Linked DNA regions of Triticum aestivum: region 2 is linked to region 1. The links are chromatin contacts, called in public Hi-C maps. All regions are on one chromosome and are shown on one strand. The core of a region is the stretch at or near the end of the contact, and the rest is flanking DNA. Distances in the headings are between cores, read along the strand shown.

Evidence for each region. A called contact is a pair of places that touch in the nucleus more often than the background predicts.
Region 2: a Hi-C map of an unstated tissue shows a contact between it and region 1, with 7 times the contacts expected there. The contact joins the promoter of LOC100682470 here to the promoter of LOC123156089 in region 1. A contact is called at or near these places in 4 of 5 Hi-C or Micro-C datasets (leaf and an unstated tissue).

The regions. Positions count from the first base shown.
Region 1 is chr7B:440,497,907-440,501,396 of IWGSC CS RefSeq v2.1, reverse strand. It overlaps LOC123156089 (cyclic nucleotide-gated ion channel 1), which reads right to left and starts at 1,355. Exons shown (of 9, transcript XM_044574259.1): 1 at 1,109-1,355.
Region 2 is chr7B:440,775,791-440,779,622 of IWGSC CS RefSeq v2.1, reverse strand. LOC100682470 (spermine synthase) reads right to left here and starts at 2,232. Exons shown (of 12, transcript XM_044574438.1): 1 at 1,988-2,232; 2 at 341-558; 3 at 184-228. The coding sequence starts at 527.

The DNA of each region.
Region 1 (3,490 bases), core at 106-2,605:
GATTTTTGTACACCGCTCCTTCTAGATTGTCCTCCAATTGGACCTTGGTGAACAAATACTACTAAAGTGACAGTAAGTATTGAACCATAGTCGGCATGAATATGATTTATGGTGCGCTCGATCCTCGCCCGACTTGCTAGAAATTAACTTGATCGTTTGATCATAGCCAAGAAAAAGAAGCATGTTCTATTATTTAGTATCTCAGAGTATCCCAGCCGTATTAAATTGGAAGAACCATGATCTGCATGGGAGTTAGACACAATGGCGCAGGCTTCACTCGTGCAGCCTTGCGGGAGAGTCTATTCGGCTCTCCTCCTGCAGCAAGGCTTTAAAGTGCTACCAAATGGTTTCCTGTGCCTAGCACGGTTAGGATTCTCCTAGCCAGCTAGCTTCAGATCAAAGTACCCTTAGGCTTCCTCGAGCAGAAACAAGATCATCACGACTCACGAGTTAAATATATGTGTCCTTACATTCTCCTGATAAACTTTACAAGGGTAAACGTGATAACACTAGGTGGTTAAATTTTGCCAGCCTGATAAAGGTAACTTAGGCAGCGAGTATAAATACCATACAAATAGATTCAAAGGTTTTCCAACATAGCTTGAGTTCCATGTGCATCCAATTCGGCCACAAAAAAAAAGACACAATGCATATAAGAACAAAATAATCGCCGTGTCCGTAGAGTCACCCTATAGAATGATTAGAATGTTCCTTTGAAAACCCAATTGCTGCTGGGGCAGACAAAAGTATAGCAGAGTAACGTTAAAATGCCAAATTAAGCCCCGCTGAAATTAACCCTCTGCACACCCACGGTTCCGCCTGACACTTGGCAACCACAAACCCAAACCCGCAACCTCTACAGCCACAGCAACAGATCCTAACTTCGATGCTCAAACTGGATAAAAACTAAATTAACGACAGACAGAAAGCAGCAAGCACTAGAGAGACTAAAGTACGATCATGTTTTTCCCGCAGCAGTGCGCAGAAGCCACCAGCTCGCCGCAAAATCACACGCCCAGAGCTAAGCGCGCACAGGATCAACCCGCAGAATCTTAAGACAGAGCGGCGAGGGCTGCAACAGGTCCGAGCAGGGGAGGCGGGAGCTCACCTAGGGTTTGAAGAGGGCTTGCTCTCCTTGCGCCGTGTTAGGCGGGCTGGCGGGTGGACGGAGGAGGGGAATGAGACGGGTGGTGGGATGGAATGGTAGGGGGGACGGGGGCTTCGCGGTCATGAGGCATGGTGGTAGTTGCCGCGGAATGGTGGTCGTCGTGGACTGGAGGACGAAGGGAGCAAAGGGGGAAAGAAAGAAAAGTGGGTGGCTGTGGGGACCCTCCCGTGGTGGACTCCACAATGACCCTGCCTAGTCTACGCCGTCGAGCAGGCCGGCCCAGTTAATAAAATAGTTCTGCGAGATTTGGACGTCATTTTTGGGCAGCGCTATGTCTCGCTTATCGCGGCGACTATATCTCGCCTTGAGCGAGATGAAAGCTCCTCTCGCTGATTTTTTTTACTTTTTTCGCTTTTACTAGTCATGAGGGAGCAGTTGAACTCGGGAGCAGAGTAGGACTTTCATAGCCGCTAACCAGTACGCCATAGGTAGATTTGTGTTAGATATTTAGGGCATGACATAATTAACCTAAAATAGCCAGTTTTCTCCACTGAATTTTTTGTTTTTTGTTTTGTTTTTGTTTTGACATCGGGTTTCTTTGTTTTTTTCTCTTTTTTTTCTCTTTTCTTCCTGGTTTTTATTTTTTTTCTCTATTTCCATTGTTTTTCAGTTTTTGTTTTGTTTTTATCTGGATGTGTAGACCGGAGGCATAGGGGGGAGATGTGGAGGGAGTGTGGGGTAAAGCAACAGATCGCACGGATACCCATTGTGCCTCCATCGGGACGCTGGTCGTGGATCCACGAAGCCCGGGATGGAGCGTTCGTGGACGCTACGGATCTGCCATCATGGTTGTTGCGGATCTGTCATTGGTGTTGCGGGCGAGGATCAGGGCACACAGGAGGGCTAGAATAATTGGCGACCACAACATCTGCTCGGCAGAACATTTCATCTAGGTCGTTGTTTTGGGTGGTAGACCATTGGCGTAATAAAGGCAACAGAATGTGTTTAAGTGGATTTGATCGGAGGGTCTTGGTTATTCGTGTACATTTTGCTGTTTGAATTTAGGGAAATTTATGTTTGCTCTTTTAATAGTAGTGGAGATATACACTCATTACACTTGTCGGTTCGTTTGTTTATCTGTTTACCGTTTCTTCTTCTTTTATTTGTTTCGCTAAAACTCAAAAATGTCAAAATGATTTTCACATTCTTATTGCTTGCTTCTTTTGATCTTTTTAGCTTTTCCATCTGCTTTTTATTAGTTCTTGTTATTCTTTTTACCCTTTTTAGTTTCGAGAAATGAAGATGCAAAGAAATATTTTATCATTTTGCTTTGTTCTTCTTTGGTTTTTCATTTGACTTTTTAGAAAACAACAACAAAATTCTCTTTGTTCCTTTTGTTTCTTCTCTGGATGTTTGTGTGGTTGCCTATTTGTTAAGCTTTGAAAATCTCAAAAAGTTTTCCCTTTGCGTCTGCTTTTGTATTTCTTATCGCCTCTTTAAGAAAATCCAGAAAAATAAATCATGTTGTTTGTTCTTTTCGTTCTAAGGTTGTTTTTGCTTTGGTTTTATTTGGATCTTCTTTCACTTTTCTTCGTTGCTTTTACTGCTTCTCTTTTTTCTTCTTTGTATTTAAGTTGCATGGCAAACATATTTTCGTTTGCATCTTATTGATTGAGAAAAACTAGGGGGGAGGGGTTCTGAAAAGATATTACCATAAAGCTAGATGACTTTTTTTTGGCAAGAATCGATGGTACAAACAAAAGATGGTCCAGTCCGCACACTTCAAATCCAATGGTAAATGAACAAGTTTCCAAATTTTCACTGAGTATAGTTTCTATTGGATACTTTCTCATTCTTGGATAGTGTTTCATTGTCTTTCATGTAGGACGTTAATCGCCGCGAACATTCATTGCCACTGGCACACATGGCATTTGCGAACACGTGGGGTGGCATTTTAGTGTTTTGGGTGGTGGCAGTTTTCAGAAAAGCATGGCAATTCTTTATTTATTTTTTGGTGCAATTCTCGTTAATAACCACCCTCTTTTGGATGTGGGTCATGTGGCTCTGGGGGCGTTTGCTTGGATCTCACCGCAGCGACCGTTCATGGTTCATGTATTCCATGGTGTTATCACGTTCCCATTATTATCCCTTCTTTTGGAATCATTTAAGGCAGTTTTGCGTCTAGTGCAAGGTCAAAGGGTAAAGTAGATGGGGCGTGGACTTAGGAAAATTTATGCTTGCTCTTTTAACGGACATATACACTCATTGCACTTGTCGGTTTGTTAGACCTTTGGTTATATATTTACCGTTTGTTCTTCTTTTGTTTGTTTCGCTAAACTTAAAAAAACTCAAAAATATTTTTGCATTCTTATTGCTTGCTTC
Region 2 (3,832 bases), core at 983-3,482, 280 kb before region 1:
ACTCTTACAGTTTCTGCTGGGAAAAAGGTTACAACAGATCTGGATGTTTAGGAGCATTCTAGAATTACTTTTATCTGTGAAATAATTGCGACTTTCATAGTAAAAGGGACAGCACTTGCAAAAGGATTATTTGAGGGGAAACATGGTGAAATAACATTGATGGACCATGAATCAGGGAAATACCAGGCCACATTGGATTGTTGAAGTACTGCGCTTTGCTTGGTTTACCTGAACATACATCAAATTGGTTTTCAATATCAGAAGAGCAGACAATTTCCATGCCTCTACATTTACAGTTCCTAGAAATGCAATAACACAACACCAATCTGAACATACGTACCAGAGCGTGAGCGGGTTCCTGTGAACCACCCGGACACCACAGTAGCGTGGCACTTGGCCTCAGATTCCGCCACAGCAGCCTGCGCCTTGACACAGCAAGGAGGCAGTGGCTTGCGGGAGCCATCATCCCCACTTCCCTCTGTCTGTGCTGCCGCTGCAGAAACATTTCTTGCGCCTCCACCCTCCATGAACCCTCTTCCGCTTTAAAGTTCCCAGCCTCTGGATCAACAGCACAATACAAGGCAGGCAACAATAAGAAAAAAAAAACAGACAGCAGCTGGGTATTTTTTCTTTTCTTTCACTAGGTAATCAACAAAAGGTACAAAATTACTTTACAACCACGAAAGAGGAACAAAAGCTAAGGTGCTAACCATGACATTCTCAAGCAAACTACTACTAGTATTATATGCGATCAACATGAATGAAAGGAAACAAATTGAACTACCGCCCTGTACTCATGCTTTCACTATCTCAGTTTTAGGCTTTAGTTGGTAGTGAACATCAGAGATTTCCCCTCGTATTTCAGTTCTCAGCAGTCTTCCACTCCTCTAGTACTTAATTAAACCAAAGTCAACAAGTTCCAATGACAACAGGGCATATGGATATGATGACACCAGCTCTGCACCTACTGTAGGGCAATGCCAGAGCACTAAATGCGATCTGGATTGGGTGTAAGTCTTGTTTTGTGGATGTGGTTGGTTTACTAATGATTGATGAAGCTGTAGTAAAAATCCAACAAAGTTAGGTAAATCATATGACATCTAGACGTGCTTTAGCAAAACTGAAATTATGTCATGCTATTTACTGCCCCCTAACATATATTCTGGAACAGAAAGTCTAGATAAGGCATGATTGGAAACTTGATTATACAACAAAAAAGCTAACAAAACAGCACAGATCCCTACGTGGAGCAAATTTGCATCCAGTGGTGCGATAGGATGGAATCGAAGAAATCCAGAATCATTTTCTCACAAAGATGCAGAATCTTTGAATGTAACCGTGTATTATTGCTAAAGGAAGGGAAATTACCCCCTCAAAATCGAAAAATGCCAGAGGCGCTTTTTATATAGAAATCATCAAGCAAACCAGAGAGGCTGACTATGTTCAGCTAGTTTAAACGCAGAAAAAAAATGCAATGGTGCGGGCAGATCGAACCACTGGCAAGTAGAACCACTGGCACAAAGGACCAAGCACCTGGCGTGCACCCAGAAGAAGACGACGGGGCTGTGAACTTAAATAAACAAACGGCGTCTTTTTTGTTGGATAAAGAAAGAAAGATATCTCCAGAGCCGGGGGCCTATAACCTCGTTGGGAACACAAGCGACGACCCGGCCACGGCCACAGGCCACCGACACCGAGGAGGAAGAAAACGAACAAGAGGCGACATGAAACATCTGGCCGTGTCCCGGGGCTAAATAGCCGCTTGGGTTGCCGGATTTAACAGCGCCGACAACAGCGGACCAATTTCACGGAATCTGTAGGGCTAAATTGAAAAAGTCTGTACGACCTGTAGTCCTCTGGCGTGAAAGAACACCCCCCGGAAAATTTGGACACGACGGAGCACCACCGTCGTCTGGAAGTGAACCTAGGCAGGCGCCTGAAGAAGAAGCAAACGCGCACCTAGGCTGGAAGCTTTTGTAGCTCTCACCTGTTGGACGTACACGCGGACGGCGAGGGGGAGGAAGATGACGACGTGCCGCTGCTGGGAGAGAGTGGGAATGGGGTGGAGCGGGGTGGGCGAGAACAGGAGAAGCTTAAATAGGCGATCATGTGCAGTGTAGTGCAGGTTGTGACTGGTCCTCTTCTGGCACCGTCCACGGTAGGTAGATGGGGATGGGACGGGACGGGACGGGACGGGAGCGCCAAAGAAACGAAGGGCTCGTGCTTGATTTTGACGGGCATTAAAAGGACGGAATGCGATGCTCTTCTTCAGATAACCCCGCTCCAACGGATTAGATGTACCTTTCATGTGAGGTGTCGCCGCATCCGATTCTTGGAGAAAAGGGGCGATGATGTCCTTGCGCACGGAAAGATGCCTGCTTTTTTTCTCCCTTGCATGTCACTCAACTCATCTCAAGAACATGGCAACTCATTCAAGCCGCAGCTTTTGCTGCGTGACCGTGTGCATGCCCCTAGGTTCCCTTAAAACGAGTGCGCATCTGAATTTGCTTCGCGATCGACAATTATTATATAGGAGAGAAACGACGCGCTTGGACTAAGAAAGAAACAAACGTGTGTTGCTTCAAAAATAAATAAAGGAAGAGGGGCTAAAAAAAGGGAGACGGTGTGGGTGCTAACTTTGTTGCTCCAGGCTTCCAACACATACACCGTCCATAAAAGCATGTCTTGATGGGTTGACATTGTTTGCATGGGTAGATTAATGTATAAAAGCAACTTACCCCGCAAAAAAATATGTAAAAAAGCAACTTATGAATACATGCATGACTTCTAATATCACACAATTTTAATCGGATGTCTATTTAAAGCGGCATGAAAGCACACATGTGTATCGAGAAGTCTTGTGATGGGAACTAACTATTTGGATATAGAAGATTGTGAGTCGGCTTGTCTAGGATCATGGCTAGGGGATGTAATGAAGGCAAGATAACGATTATAGTCTAGGATTTTATTTATGGGTGCACCAGTGCGTGTTTTGCGGGCTTCTACATCACGGTCATTCTTTACTAAAACATTCTAAAATCCGATTGTCTATTTGTTCACCCTATTTTATGTAATCACTCTTCAGACGCCCTCTTTGGTCAATTTTTTTTTAAAAAAAGTAAGGGTCGCCCAACTTGTATTTTTTTTTTGTGGCTGAGTTTAGCTGGGTGAAAAATCAGGAGAGGCTCTAACAAAGTGGCACACGAGATTGTGATGTTTATTTTAATTCCTTTTCCTGATGGTGTGTCTGTGGATGGCGTTTCATCCTACATGATGGCTTCTATAAATGAGGATCGTATGAATTCTGTCAAATAATATATGTTTCATAAAAGGGATATTTTAAAATTGTTGTGAAATGAACTATGTCTTTGTCCGTTCTCTTCCATCCGATGTTGATAACATTATAACATAAAGTACCCAGTTAAAACCAGTATTCATTAAAAACATGAAAACTAACATCCAATACACAAAAATGTTTGGTCAAGATCAATCTCACCACCATCCTATCCATTCGTCTTTGCATTTACAACAACATAATCATTTCGCAGTGAACCTCCGTGGCTCCCCCAATCATTCGATCCATGCATATAAGTACTGTCCAAACGACCATATATTTCTTAACTAGGTCTTCGAAATAATACCAACATTGAATATGCGTTGGACATACAAAAATTTCAAAAAAAAATTCTGAAACTCGATTGAAAAGTTCACTAAGATTTTTTACCGTACTCTTTATTCGTGGAGGTTTTATCTAGCTTTCAGTGAGTTTGTTGTGGTATCATGATTTATATTTGAAATTTATAAGAAGCCTTAGTCAAATCCCAATTGCCTC